Linked DNA regions of Sus scrofa: region 2 is linked to region 1. Evidence: chromatin contacts called from public Hi-C data. All regions are on one chromosome and are shown on one strand. The core of a region is the stretch at or near the end of the contact, and the rest is flanking DNA. Distances in the headings are between cores, read along the strand shown. Region 1 has its middle 100 kb from the start of AKR1E2. Region 2 overlaps LOC102159132 (a long non-coding RNA gene).

Evidence for each region. A called contact is a pair of places that touch in the nucleus more often than the background predicts.
Region 2: a contact with region 1 is called in a Hi-C map of subcutaneous adipose tissue, with 2.9 times the contacts expected there. The contact joins two enhancer-like sites. A contact is called at or near these places in 2 of 47 Hi-C or Micro-C datasets (blood and subcutaneous adipose tissue) and 2 of 2 datasets of contacts at active chromatin or transcription factors (alveolar macrophages and skeletal muscle).

Annotation. Positions count from the first base shown.
Region 1 is chr10:65,794,212-65,801,682 of Sscrofa11.1, reverse strand. No RefSeq gene overlaps it. Among named protein-coding and RNA genes, the nearest start is that of AKR1E2, 100 kb to the right of the region's middle. Within about 2 kb of position 3,417, at least 13 of the 83 cell types and tissues checked have an H3K27ac peak or open chromatin away from gene starts, as enhancers often do. A contact at or near this core is called in subcutaneous adipose tissue, where this site is marked.
Region 2 is chr10:66,973,010-66,980,480 of Sscrofa11.1, reverse strand. It overlaps LOC102159132 (a long non-coding RNA gene), which reads right to left. Exons shown (of 4, transcript XR_002336446.1): 4 at 3,452-4,330. Among named protein-coding and RNA genes, the nearest start is that of PITRM1, 20 kb to the left of the region's middle. Within about 2 kb of position 3,775, at least 4 of the 83 cell types and tissues checked have an H3K27ac peak or open chromatin away from gene starts, as enhancers often do. A contact at or near this core is called in subcutaneous adipose tissue, where this site is marked.

The DNA.
Region 1 (7,471 bases), core at 2,168-4,667:
CCGGATGAATTGGAGGGCGCAGAAACATTCAGTCTATAGAAATCTTTATGGAAAAAAAATCTGTATGCAAAATGAAGGAAAAAAAGAAGACAAATAGCTATATTGTTTATGAAGTTTGAATCAAAATTCTTAAGTGGATTTTCAAAGAATTCCACAAATGGATCTAAAAATGATTCTAAAAGAGTAAAAAGAGCCAAGCCCAGAATTATTTGAAGAAGCTACCCGCCCTTACTTGACCTCACTGTTCTTATCATGTGATGGTCATGAATCTGATTTTTTTTTAATTTATTTTATTCTAGAACTAAAAGATGAGTCAAACGCTGAAGCTCTTATGAGAATTATACTTTGGAATTCTGAAATACTCCTTACCCTCTCCCTCAACAACTGAGGAAAAATCAGTAGAATCATAACACACTGTCTTCAAAACTTAATGCACAGAGATTTCTTTCTGCATAGAGATTTCTTTCTGGTTAAGCTAGTCCATGAGTGTATATATATACACACACACACACACAAAAGAAGAAAATTATTGTATTCTAGTAACCATGAAATTAGAATCTCTTATGTTTTTTTCTTTCTGTAAAGATCATAAATAAATATAGATATCCACCCAAATTCCATTGAGCATGAGATATTTTTACTGCTGGTATTTTATCGCCTAGAATTACATGGCTTTATCACAAAAAGAACTAACATATTTTGTTCACTATTCAATATTATCTTAATGAAAAATCTGAATAAAAGTTAATGGAATTGGAAAAGAAGAAAGCTGAAAATTTAATAAAATTCAATATTTTAACTTATCACAAGGAAATTACGTGAGTCTGGGCTATAAAAGTAATGTAATGTGTATATTTATATTTACCTGATATAAATCTTTCACTTAGCAATGTCACCATTATCACCAAATATTAAAGAGCTTACATACAAAGAGAAAATACACAGATATGTCAGTATGAACAGTTAAGAGACCGGGAAATCATGACAGAAATTTTGGTTTTGGTTTTGTCTTACTGTTTAATGTATTTATTTTTTGGTATTTTCTGCCTCCTAAGCCTATCAGTCAATGAATAGTTAAAATTGAGCAGCTGCTATTATATTGTGACGTTACAGATTCTTAGAAAGTTCCTCTGAACAGATAACCTCCCCAGAGTTAATGCATCACTAGAAATGAAGCCTTGGGTTTAAAAGTTACCCCCCAAGGAAGACTGTATTGCTGATAGTCCTTGACCTCAATGTAAATTATTTTGCCATATCTTTGCAATGTAATGGCCAGCTAAGAAAGTGAGAGAGGCTTGAAGGAAGCAAAAACCTTGAGGATACTGGAGTTCAGGATGGGGAACCCAGAAAGCAGATCCTACTGAAGGAGGCAGAAGAGCTGATCCAAACTGCTTCCCACTCCCAGCCTTGTGTCCTCTTCTGTAAGTTGAGGCTAATAAGAACCCCTTTCCACCGCGATCGTGGGAAGGATAACACTGGTTACTGCATCCTGGTCCTGAGGACTGTGACTGTCAGAAAACCTCTGCTCACTAAGCCTTAACTACTGTGCCCGTCTCCCCCCTCCCGGCTCCCCTTAGCCCTGTACCCAACCGCTCACTAAGCCTTAACTACTGCGCACGTCTCCCCCTCCCAGCTCCCCTTAGCCCTGTACCCAAGCTGTTACCACACCGGCTTCTTACTTCAAAGCCCATCGCTAATTTTACCTTCAGGGTATGCTAGAGGCTTAAATAAAATCATTTACAAGGCTCTTTCATTTACCTGTAGCAAGAGACCATTCCTTTGAAAAAGAAGAAATAGCTACGTTGGTTCTCCCAGATGTTTTTACACCGAGGTGAAGGCATCACAAAATCTTCTGTGGATTTTCAGTTAATTTATGGAAACTTTTCTCCCCTAAAATATCTGAATTAAAACATTTAGGAGTTTCTTTTCTTTTCAAGACTGATTTTTTTTAAAGAGAGCTGATTATGTGCTGTTAACCATTTCAAAACTCTTATGTTTTATATGGTTTTCTTTTAGAAATGTAATCCTCTCTGCTGAAAGGCTTATAGGTTACTAGAATTAATTTTTAAAAAGATATCAGAATGTGCGTGGTGACCACGTCACAGTTAACAGAGGAGTAATTCCGTTTGTCTCTGGTGGCTTGGATTTTGCCTCTAAGTAATTCACGTGGGTAATGAAGACACTGTTTTTCCAGAGAGAATCAGTCTCCAAGGACGAGAGTTTCTGAGTTGGGATCTCGGGACCTGTCATAGTTTACATCATCTGATGGACTCAGTGGCAAGATTGACGATGGTCGTTATTAAGGAGTTCCCATAGCGGCTCAGTGGTAACAAACCCGACTGGTATCCATGAGGACACGGGTTCGATCCCTGGCCTCAATCAGTGCGTTAAGGCTCCAGTGTTGCCATGAGCTGTGGTATAGGTGGCAGTTGCAGCTCAGATCCCACATTGCTGTGGCTGTGGTGTAGGCCTGCAGCTGCAGCTCCGATTCAGCCCCTAGCCTGGGAACTTCCACATGCCACAGGTACAGCCCAAAAAAGACACACACACACACACACACACACACAAAAAGATTGTCATTATTAAGCTTCCAATCTGACTTTTATATCCATTAATTTATTCAGAGCCAAGTACATAGGTTTTATTAAAGAAAAATGCCCTGAATATATCTGCTGATAGGTTTAGTACTTATTGACTATATGCTATGCTCTTTGTGATAGAAGGATTCCAGCTGATCCAACACTGACCCTTCTCTCAAGAAGCGTGATAAAAATATGCATGTAAAACTAACAGCGTGATAAGGTGGAAAATATCCCAGTGGATATGGAAGTTTGGCAGAAGTACAGAGATAAATATATGTGCTATTTCTGCATTTCATGTCCAGAATTTTAAAAAAATCAACACATTCTGTTTTAGAGATAAGGTTACTAAGAGTATTAAGAGCACAAAAAGGAATGGAAAAACATGGTTATATGGCTGTTCCGGGCCAAAAATATCTGTCTCACCACTTTTTAAATGATGGGTTAATTTTTGAAAATAAACATCAGTTTAATCGATGATGTCTCACCTTTCATTTTTATTTTTTAGATCTGACACGTTGATCCTGAGGATATGTCTGATGAGCAAGCTGGCAAGTGCTTCTAATTTTACCTGGTAAAATAAAATGCCCCCAAACCACCTTGGCTAGTGTAGGGGAAGAAGAATAAAGTCTAAAACGCAATACCTGTTCCTCTTACACATCTTGACCCCTCCACACGGCCTTCACATAGTGCGCTACACATATTATTGAAAATCTGTTGTCATGAGCACTTGCAGACACTCTCCCAAGAACAACCACCACAAACCCAAACGGTTGCCGGATGAGCCGCGGTTTCCCCTTGTGCCAGCCAGGCTGACAATCACCATGAGCCCATGTCCACCACAGGGCAGGTCATGGGAAACAGTTGCTGCGAGTTAGTTAGACTTGCTCAATGTCAGTGTTTAGGGATTAATTTCATTGCTTGAGTTATTTAGATCACGATGGCAATAAAGATTTCAGAAAGCTATTGGGAAACATTTCCTTTAGGGAAGGAGGAACATGAAAACAGTCAAGAAGGGAACTGATTCATGCAAGAAACCTCTGTGTATAAAGCATTGTTTGTGTTACATTCACTGAAACAATGACGAGTGAAAGGACACTTAAATATGGGCAGTCAAGCCTTATTAGAACAGTTAGTGACTAATTACAGTTCAACACGCAAACATTTAGCTGTCTGTACCCTATGTGAATAAGCAAAGTATTTTTAAAGCCAACAACAAACACAAATAATACATTCCAATAAAAACGGCTTCTCTCGGATAACCACCACAACACAGAAATAATAGCACAAGCAATGGAAAAGTTTCTAAGTTCCCAAAAGACAATGGACAGACTTGTTCCACCCAGGCTTGCTTTGATATTTGTAGGAATAACTAACCCATCTATGCTAATGCACCATTAAACTTTTATCAGATCATCATCAGAACGCATGGGGATTAAAAATCATTTCAGCTGAATAATACATGCTAAAATGTACATCATCTGTGTTAAGCTAGTCGTAATCATTTGGCCAACGTACTTCAAAGGCTTGATGGACATCCGCCCGTTTTGAACTTAAGCATGAATATCTTGGCAACACAAGGGGAACGCTTTCATCACACTGAAAGGCAATACGAGCTATAAATGTGGGACATCTCAGCTTCCATCTGAGTAAGTCCTCAGAATTGCGACATTCACCAAGCAATAAATCCCTTGAGTTGTTGTTCAGACGCCCTCGCCCTCGATGCGTCTGAAGCAACTTCTCTGAGTGTTTTGTCTTGAGAGTTCTTTATCCTTCTATTCTTAGATCCTTCATAATGCGGGATACCCTTCCCTCCTGTAGCCTGGGTTCTCACACTTAGTCTTCCTTTTGTTAAAACCTAAGCAGCTCTTCAATTCACACTGAGGCATGGAGGGCTGCTTCCATCCGTGTGGGCTATCCCTTCCTGAGGCATAACTGAGGGAGAGGAATGCAGTTCAGTCTCTGCTGGAGACTGGCGAAGAGGAAGCTCTGCGGGGACTCCCCACCGCCCCCCGCTTGCCCGAACATTCTGCTCAGAGTAATAGCCAGGCTACGCACCCACCTGTGGCGTCAGCTTCCCATTCTGCTCCCTTTTTGACAATAAGAAGCCATGAGGATGCTTTTTGAAAGCTTTAATCTCTTATTTATCCCATGTGGATTTGGCCTTGGCAGAGAAACCACTTATGTATTCTTATATTTTTGTTTAATATTATTGCACTTCAGTCTCATAATCTTTCTCCCTTTTGCAAATTGAAGAGAGACTTTATACGATGCTTGGAAGAGAAGAGAAGACACCTTTGCAGATAAGATATGGATGGTTTTCTTATAGCATCTTTAAGAATAACTGTTAGGAACACAATACCCTTCACTTATCTCGGGTTTTCAATGAGAAAATACCTTTTTGGTTCGTAAAGAGAGACTACCACCATGGAGCCAAGGGATACACTGTGTTTAGGAGGGGGTCCCCTCATCTGAAATTATTTATTTCACGGTCTTCCAGAAGCGCCCAATTATCCGTCCCTAAAAATGTGCCCCCTGGGGCTCAGCACAGCCCCGCAGTAATGATGGTCAGACCCACGGGTGGCCCACACCATCGTCCTCGACCAGTACCGCATGAAAGAGCTCCTGGGTGGCTTTGTGACCTTAACAGACAGCTGAAAGGAGGACGGTGAAAAAGTGCAGGTCCATACACAGCGGGGCAGGGGAAAGACAAAGCCTAGAGTCACAGTGAGGCAGCTCCAGGAAGTAATCTCTTGGTTGAGGGGTTCTCAGGAAGAGAAAGGGAGGCAGACAGAGACGGCTGTGTCTCAGAACCTGTTCTGCCTGCATCAGTACAGGAAAGAGGAAAACTGGGAAAGAGCGTCCCACCCTCCCTCAGACAATGGTCGGCTTTATAATAGGATTGCATCTCAACCATCTTTAAGGAGCAGCACTTAGCATAGCTCATGACTCATGTCAGAGATACGATAAATATTTGTTGAGTGAGGGAATGAATACAATAATATAGTTTTAATTTTAGGATTTCCTGGCATTCCATGAAGACATTTTATGGTTTCACGTACGCAATAACATCTCAAGATGTACTGGATGTACCAGATTTTTTTTTTTTTTTTGCATTTCCATTAAAATGTAGGAAAACAAAAGAGCAGGAAATTTTTACATTTCCATTAAAAATGTAGGAAAACAAAAGAGAGCCAGCTGTGACTATTTATAGTGTGCTGAGAAATATTCCACAGAAATCGCTACCCAGTGATTTTTTTTTTTTCATTGGAAGAGTGTTGAGACAACTAGAGGGAAGCACTAAAAATGACAAAGCATTTCCTTAGAAATTATGAGGGAAAAAAAAAGTCCTGAAGAGCAGGGGAAATTTTAGTATTTAAAAAGATATTTTGACATAAATTGTGGATTGATCCCATTTAAAAGTAATCTTCACAGACTTAAGCCCAACAACGAAACACTGTGTTAGGAATACGACTCAGTGGTCAGATTCAGGGTTGAATTCAACATAGCACAGCTAAGAACAGCACACACACACGGAATAAACCAGCTCAAGTTCTCCAAGGGCTGGATTTGCAGCTCTTACCACAGATGGCAATTACGTATCTCACCACAAGAAAAGCGCATGACTGAAGCCTCATGTCCTTCTCTTCCTGATCGTGAGCATTTGAATGCTTTGGAGAGGAGTTCCCACTGTGGCTCGGCAGAAATGAATCCAGCCAGTATCCAGGAGGACTCGGGTTCACTCCCTGGCCTTGCTCAGTGGGTTAAGGGTCCAGCACTGCCGTGAGCTGTGGGGTGGGTCACAGATGCAGCTCAGATCCCGAGTTGCTGTGGCTGTGGTGTAGGCTGGCAGCTGCAGCTCCAACTGGACCCCTAGCCTGGGAATGTCCATATGCTGTGGATGCGCCCCCTCCCCCAACAAGGCAATAAATAAGTAAATGCTTTGGAGAAGTTCACACCACACAGGGGATGTTTGGAGATTCCTACTTGCCTATAGTTGGCGCATTCCTCAGATGTTTTCTTGAGCCCAGGACGTGCCAAGCAATGTGCAGGTGCTGCAGAAAGATGGCTGGAAACACAGAGTGTCTGACCCCAAAGGCTTCATACGTGTGGGAGGGAGAGGGCGTGAAGGAGGGATAACTACACAAACACCTGATATAGGACGTGCAATCAGGGCTCAACAAGTGCAGGGGAGGAAAACGAAGCAGCATTGGAAGGGGGAAGGCAGGGGGGCCCTTTGCTGCTTGTCTCCCTGCAGGTGAGGTTTCAGCCGACCCCGAAGTGAGAATGCAAGACTCAGCATGTCCTGGGAAAGAGGATTCCAGACCGAGGGACCACAAGGCAGAGGCTGAGGCTGGGCTGCATTTGAAGCGTCGGACCAAGAGCCAAGGGTCCAGGGTGGAAGAGAGGGAGCTGCAGAGGAAGCGGGGAGAGGAGGGTGCCAAAAGGGGGTGCAGAGGGGGTCCGGTCCCAGGGGACCCCTGCTGAGGCTGCCCAGGGGGGTACGCACGGGGGCTTCCTCCACTAGCTCCACTTAGGGGTCCTGACCGATGTTGCCTGGCAGCTCTGTGTCCCCTGAACGTCAGAAAATCCACTTTCCTGCTAAAGGAAAACTTCCTGTACTCACAGCACCATTAGCCACCAACTGCGTGGATTTTCTACGTCAAGAAGTTCTCCAGTTCTCTGCAGACACGGACGGGGTATCCTGCAATTTAGTTCATGTCTGACGCTACCCCACCCGCGGAGTCAATGTAGAACCCTCAGGTTAAGGGGTTCAGACCCACAAAGTTGACCCCATTTCAGACGCCAGCCTCAAGTAGTGCATCTGCAAGGGACCCACACTCCTGAGCTGGCTACAAATCAGGAGTTGCCACAACCTCTTCTCAGATTCA
Region 2 (7,471 bases), core at 2,526-5,025, 1.2 Mb before region 1:
TTGCTCAGTGGGTTAGGGATCCGGTGTTGCCGTGAGCTGTGGTGTAGGTTGCAGATGCGGCTCGGATCCAGTGTTGCTGTGGCTCTGGCGTAGGCCGGTGGCTACAGCTCCGATTCGACCCCTAGCCTGGGAACCTCCATATGCCGCGGGAGCAGCCCAAGAAATGGCAAAAAGACAAAACAAAAAAACCAAGAACTGAATCTTAGGTGATTAGAATTCAACAGAGTTTCTAACGGGCTCCCAATTAATGAAAATACTGCGGCGATTTCCATGCCCAGGTTTTTATCCGTCTTACAGCAGAAAATGGAGTGTGACGACCCTTGAAGTTTTCTCAGCCCAAGCGGACTGCTGCCTCGCTTTCCCCTAGTGCTGACCGATCGCAAGTCAATCCCCCACAGCACGAGGTGCCCCTTCTACTCCAATCCACGCAGACACACACTCCCCTGAAACCTCATTTCTACGCTGATGTTACTCACACGCCCGTTCGCAGATGTCACTTTTCCAAAGCAGGAATCGAGGGGCTTCAAAGAGCTTGTTACCATCTGCGTCTAAGTAACTGCGTGTTTCCTGTATGAAATGGATGGCCCCCCGCGGGCACCTGGTCACGTGAACCTGTTACTTTGTGACCTGCTCCAGGAAGAGCCTCTCTGAGGGCCACGAGGTTCACTCGCGCTGCTGGCTTTCCAGAAACACGTACCGGTCGCCCGGTTTGCCTGTCAAAGCAGTGGAGGAGGAGATGATACTGCATCTCTCCGGTATTTTTCACGCCTTCCTGAGAGAAATGCTCCTTGATTTGGGAAAAAGTCAGTGACCAGAGGGAAAAACAGCAGGAGAAAGAGGAAGGTTTTGTAAATGCAAAAACTATACTTGTAAAAGGGATATTTTCATTGTGATTTGGAGAAACGTTTGCCAAAACAGTCCAAGACGGACCTGGCACGTTGGAGCAGGGCGGCAGGTGATGCTGGGGCAAAGGGCGGGTGCTGGAGAGGGTGTGGTGGCCCTCCCGCCCCTGCTCCATCGCGTTTTCCCTCCTCCAGGGAACCGTGTGCGGGCGACTGCGATCCAGCGACCCAGCAGGGCCTCCGCAGCACTGACCTGTGTTTCCCAAGGGCCACCCTGGCAGCCCAGGGACAGCGATGACACCACCACCACCTCCAGCCTGCAGTCCGGGGGACCTGCGGTGCTCGTTTTCATCCACGGAAGCGGGGGAACTGCAGGCCGGTCCCCAGTCCAGGCGCCCAGCCCAGGTGACAGGCGTCTTTTGGGATTTTATTCTAGGAGCTTCCAGCCCCCAAGGGGCCCGTGGAGGGAAGAGGCAAGCATGACCCTCACACTTTCTTTCAAGGCTTTCATGTGGCGCCTCCCACCTGGAAGGCTGCATTTTGGGGTTCATTTCATCTGGTTTTACCAAGAAAGCAATGTGTTAGCGGAGGGGAGACACAGAGGCTGAGAGCACGTGGCTCATGAGCCCCCATGTCCCGCGATGTCCTGCCCTCACCCAGCAGCCTGCTGACACCTGCAGCCCCATCAACCTGCCCCTGGCGGACGCTGGGGGGCGGCAGAGGCCCAGCTGACACACGGAAAGGCCTAGTGCCTCCGGCCCCAAGGCCAGTGTGTGCAGGTGTCCCCTGCAGAGGTGCCCCCAGCATCCACTCCGCCCTCTAGGAGCGAGCTGGCCTGAGGGGCCTGCTCCTGGGGAGGGGGCCGTTTCTGGGACTGAGGAGGCTTTTCAGGGACAAAGGTCTGTGTTTGGTGTCACCGGAGAGGAGGAGAGAGAAGGGCCTGGGGAAAGAGCTCGCTCTCCCGTCACTGTGACAGCAGACGGCTTGGTGGCGGGGCGGGGCGGGGGAACGAGCCCCAGCCCCAGGCTCTGCTCCCTCCACCCCCACAGAGCCCCGCACGCTCCCACCTGCTGCCACGTTGGCTGCGTTTAGTCCTAACAGAAACCAGAGCGGCTTTCCCAGAGGCGCTCAGGCGACACATGGCAGAAGAGATGCCGCCTGCGTGATGCTGAGGGTGAAGTGAGGCCGTGACAGACACCAGGCCTGAGGAGCTCAGGACGGCCGGGGCCAGCCCCGGGCACGACGGGCAAGGCGAGGAGACCCTGAGCCAGGGGGCCGAGCCCGGGCTGGAGGCTGCGGTGGGGAGGGGCGCAGGGGCCCTGCGAGTGACCAGATGCAGTGGACCCCGGGCAGCCAAGGCCACCTGTCAGAGGCACAGGCTGAGCCAAGCACCGGGTCCGAGGGGAGAGAGGCTGGGTCTGGCCCGGGGCCTCCCGCTGCTCCAGGACACAGGACAGGCTCTGAGTGCGCTTGGGTCTCTCCAGGTGCAGGACGGGGCGGGGGGGGGGCTTGTGGGGACTGTCACCGGGCCTCTGACAAGGCAGCTGAAGAGAGGCCTGTCCCACGTAAGCACTGACTGACTGAGCGCCCCTGGCAAGCAAACCAGCAGGTGCTCCAGCCAGGCACTGGGCCGGGGGCTGGGGGGTAAATAAACACAGAATCAGCCCACGGCTCTTCCCTGAGCCTGGAGAGCTGCTGTGCCCTCTCCTTGCACAAGCCCAGGCTGCAATGCCGGGCGCGCCTGGTCCCGGAGGGGCCCCAGTGAGAGGGTGCAGGTGCCGCTTGCTGAGGCTCAAACCACCTTTCCGTGGGAGCCAGCACCAACCCCGCCAGGGCAGTGTGGGGCCACAGCGTCCCAGGGGCTCTGTTCCTGGTTCTGATGGCCCCCACCGGGCAGGGGCCCCACGTGGGCAGCGACACTGCCCGCCCATCACCATTCCCCTGGTAGGAAGCTCCCTTGGGCTCACCTCTGACAGCACCTGTGCCTCAAGGGTGACTCGACAAGTATCTGATAAGGGGTCAGAGAGAAATCTGTCCTAAGACCCAGAAGTGGGAGCTTCTGGGGCTCGGGCTGTGGAACCCAGTGTGGACCCCAGACTTGGGGAGCTGGGGATGGGGGCCGGTCCTCCACGCCCCTGAGGTGGGAAACTACCTGGAACTGAAGGGTCCAGACTGGCAGAGGGGAGCTTCTGAAGGGCGGGGGAGCTGCTTCAGAGGGAGGGGTGGCAGGTGGGACAAATCTGGTCTCACGTGGCCGTGGTCCCCACGACCGTGTGAAGCACGTCGGAAGTGCTCTGCCGTGAGAACCAAGTTAGTGACAGCTCAGCGGAGTTAAAAGTTGGTGACTTCAGGTTATAGGGGGTGCCAGGCAGCGGTACTGGGGGCGGGGAGGGGAGAGGGACGGGAGGACGTGGGGGAGGGAGGTGCCCTCAAGTGAACAGCAGGAGGCAAACACACCTCCTCCGGGGAGGACGCTGGGGGCTCAGGCTGCAGCCTGACCTGGGGTGCAGTTTACAGTAAGGGGGGATGCGGGGCCTGCGAGGTGCTCCCAGCTCTGGACCGCGCATGTCCCTCTGAAACACAGTGAGTCGCTTCGTTTTCATTCACTCGTTCATTCACTGGCTCACTGGTTCAGGAGTAAACAGGCGTTTGGGGCACAGACGCTGGTGGGTCCGGCCGCGCAGTGCAGGAAGCTCTGACCCAGAGGCAGGAGCCCGCAGGTCCCCGGCGGGGCAGCAGCAGAGGTGGGGCTGGGGGGGGGAGCCGCCTCCGTCCAGGGAGGGGCGTGCGTCCCTGCTTCGGACCTGAGGAGGCTGTGATCAACCTGGAGAGGGCGTCCCACTGAAACTCCTTCCAAAGGCAGCACAGTGATGAGCTTCCTGGCTGCGGTTCCCAGAACCAGTGACGGCAAAGCCAGCGGCTCCCTCCCAGGAAGCCTGGGCCACAGGCGGCCTTCTGCTCACCTCCTGTTCAGCATCACGACCAGCTTCAGACAAGCTTCAGCCCGTGTGTGAGCTCGGAGCCCGGGCCGGCGCAGTCGTTTGGGTGTATCTGAAGCGCACCTGTGCTTTGGTCTTCGCAGGACCCCAGGGGACAGCCTGGGGACTCTCCTTGCCTGCAGTGACCACGTACCACCCGATGGGAGACAGAGGCTGCGAGGGCCAGGCGCCTCCGTGGCTCCTGCTCCCCAGGCTCCCCTCCCTTCCCGGACCCATTTCCTTTCCTTGAATTCTTGTCACCTGGCTGGACTCCACTTCCTGAAAGGAACACTAAGAAGTCTGTGACATGAAAAGGCATCTCCCACGTCTCTGCCTTTTTGGAAAACGTTCATTGTGCTGTGTTCCCGGTCAGGCACAATAGTGAGAACGCGTCTCGGGGGCAGGAACGGGAGACCGTCCGGAAACCTCTGACCGCGGTAAAGACCCAGAGACGCTGCGAGCGCGGGAGTTGCACAAAACCCAGGCATCCTTCACGTGGCGGAGGTGGCACTGGAAGAAGATGAGCCAGCATGAAGGATGCCTCCCTGGAGGTCAGGCCCCTCCCATGACTGCAGCCCCAGGAACGCAGCTGATTATCCGCCCAATTTTCTCTCTGCTGATGAACGCCTCCCCGCAGCCTTCCGCTCACACGAAAGAACATTAAGAAACCAAACGGAGCAACGTATAAGATAATAGCCTAGGAAGATGAGTTTTGGTAAAAACAAATATATCATTCACGGACGCTACAGGCTTCAACACTTTTCCTAAAAGCACACGAAGCCCTCAGCTCTGTCAGGATCCAACCGACAGGTAAGCATTGGGCTAGAATATTACGAGCGGTTTCTTTCTTAGCCATTAAAGTGTGGGAACCCTTCACTTCCCCAGCCAGCCAGCCGTTCTGCTTGCCCCCAGGGTCTTTTTGTCTCCCCACCTGAGAGTATTTCGAGGCATAAAAGAAGACCTAAAACTCTGTGGTCATGAGGAGGTGTGGCAGCAGAAAAGGGAACACACAGGCGGCGGCATCTGCAAGCCCCGTGTCATCAGATGGGACCAGACAGTGGGTGGAAATCCAGCAGGCACTGCCGCAGGGTGCCAACCCCACCTGATGCACAGGAGATGCTGCGTAGTAATATAATAAAGAACACACGGGCTCAGCAGCCACGGTCACACCTCAGCACGCCACACTGGATCCACACTGCTCACGGCTGCCGACAGTGGGGAGGTCCCGACACCTCCTGGGTAAACTGGGAACTGGGTAAATTAGGGGTAGAACCAGGCAACAGTTTACTGTAACCTGTTAGTCCAACAAAACTCCTCAGCAAAACGTTCCTCCTGGTTGTGTGGAATTTATTTGCTCGCCTTGTTTCAACCTGTTAATCTCAAGAATGATTCAAGCTTCAATGGACTCTGACCTAAAATTAGCTGCAATTTTTTTTTGCACCTGTCTCTAGCCACATTTTTCTTAGAAGAGATCAAATAGCTTTAGTCACATTCTCTATTATAAAAAACAAAAACAAAACACCCAGGAGTTCCTGTCGTGGCATAGCAGAAAACAAATCTGACTAGGAACCATGAGGTTGCAGGTTTGATCCCTGGCCTCACTCAGTGGGTTAAGGATCCAGCATTGCCATGAGCTGTGGTTGTAGGTCACAGACACGGCTCGGATCCCGCGTTGCTGTGGCTGGGGTGTAGGCTGGCAGCTGTAGCTCCAATTTGACCCCTAGCCGAGGAACCTCCATATACTGCTGGTGCAGCTCTAAAAAAAAAAAAGGCAAAAGACAAAAAAACCCACAAAAAAACAAAAAACAGTGCCCTAAGGACCTACCAGCGTGTAGACAATAGCCAGGAAATTCAAGTGTGAATTGCACAGGGTAAGAGGAAGAAGGCTGTTTCTGATAAAGAAGACGGCAATGCAGGCCAGGCGCGCGGCCACGGCGGGACCAGGAGAAAGAGCTGCGCTGGCGGCCGCCCCCCCAGGACGGCCACGAGGGCCGGGTCAGGGCCACCACTGGCCTGGAGACCTCACTGCCGTCTGCAGAGGGCGTGGGGAGCTCTTCCAAGGAGCCAGGGCCCTTCCACGGCTGGAGAGGGTGGACACCTTCTCCCCTTCGGGGGAGCCCACACAGGAGGCCCCCCGTCCTCCCTAGGACGGACCAGGACGGCTCCTTACACGTCGGCCATCGTCACGTCTCTGGGAAATGTTAGGAAAAAACGGAAGCGGGAATGTTAGAACTCCTTTGAAAGAAAAGCCAAAGACTTTTTTTTTCTCTTTAGGGCTGCACCCACGGCATATGGAGGTTCTCAGGCTGGGGTTGAATTGGAGCTGCAGCCACTGGCCTACACCACAGCTCACGGCAATGCTGGATCCTTCACCCACTGAGCGAGGCCAGGGGTCGAACCCAAGTCCTCATGGATACTAGTCAGGTTCCTAACCCACTGAGCCACAGTGGGAACTCTGAAAAGCCAAAGATTAGTGAGGACACTGAGAACTTGCTGAAGAAGAAAGAGACCCTCGGCCAGGAGTCCTGGATGCATCCAGATCAACCAGGACCCCACGTCTGCTGCGGGAGCCGGGCCTGAGGCAGACGCTGTCTGTAAACCTCCTGGGTCATATGGGGTCACGCAGGTCGCACACGGTCTTACCGTGATGGCAGGGGACCCAGCTGTCGCTGGCCTGCTTTGCTTTCCTCTGCGCCGCGGAGGGAGCAGAGGGACGTCGTGGCGACAGACGCACGGGGGCGCAGGCCAGCGTCGCAGGAACACCTGTCCCCTCTCCTTCCACCGCAGCCCCACGCCCCGCCCGCTCAGGGCGGCCCGCGGAGCATCCTTCATGACCTCGCGCAGCAGAGGACACTCGAACCACGGCCCGTGCTTCATCTGGGATCAAGCTCGCACCCTTTCTCTGGGCGTAGAGAGGCTTCATCCGCCCGCCTCTCGCGTCTCAGTCCCTCCGCCCCGGATTCACGCTCCACTGCAGCCCAGCTCGCGCCCAAGGGCCTCCCCGCGCAGTCCTTCCAGACAAGCGGGTGGCGGGGGCCTCTGGGGGGCGGTCCGCTGCTCGCTGCTCTGGGGCCTGGCTGCGCGGTCTGCGCTGCCCTCCTACGCCTGGTCCTGCATGGGCCACTCCTGTGTCCTGATGCCGCGATGCTGTGACCCTCACGCGGCTGACCTCGTCAAACCTGGTTACGCTCGACGCACCGTCGCACTCCGGGCTCTTCCAAAAGGCGTAGCCCCTGCGTTATCCCGAGACAGAAAGCACGTCCCCGGCTTGGGGTCGGGGCAGGTACGGCTTCCCCTGCGGCAGACTTTGCCCAAACCTCGATCTTCCCATGCGCGCTTTCAACAGCCCTGGACGCCCCCGAGCGGACACCAGCGGCCCCGAGCGGACACCAGCGGCCCCGCGCGGGCGCTGGCCCGAGTGCAGCGTCGTCAGTGTCCCACAGGCCCCGGCTGGCTCTCGTCGCCTCCGTGTTCTCTGCCCCACTTAACAGGGCCCCAGTCCCACATCGAGGTTGGGTCTCTGTGTCCGACAAAACCGTTCCTGTCTCTTGTCACGACGGGGACGACGGCAGAACACAGACGAGGCAGCCGCAACGGGTCAGGCTGGCGGCTGAACTCGAGGCCGACCCCAAGGGCTTCTCGAGGTCCCGA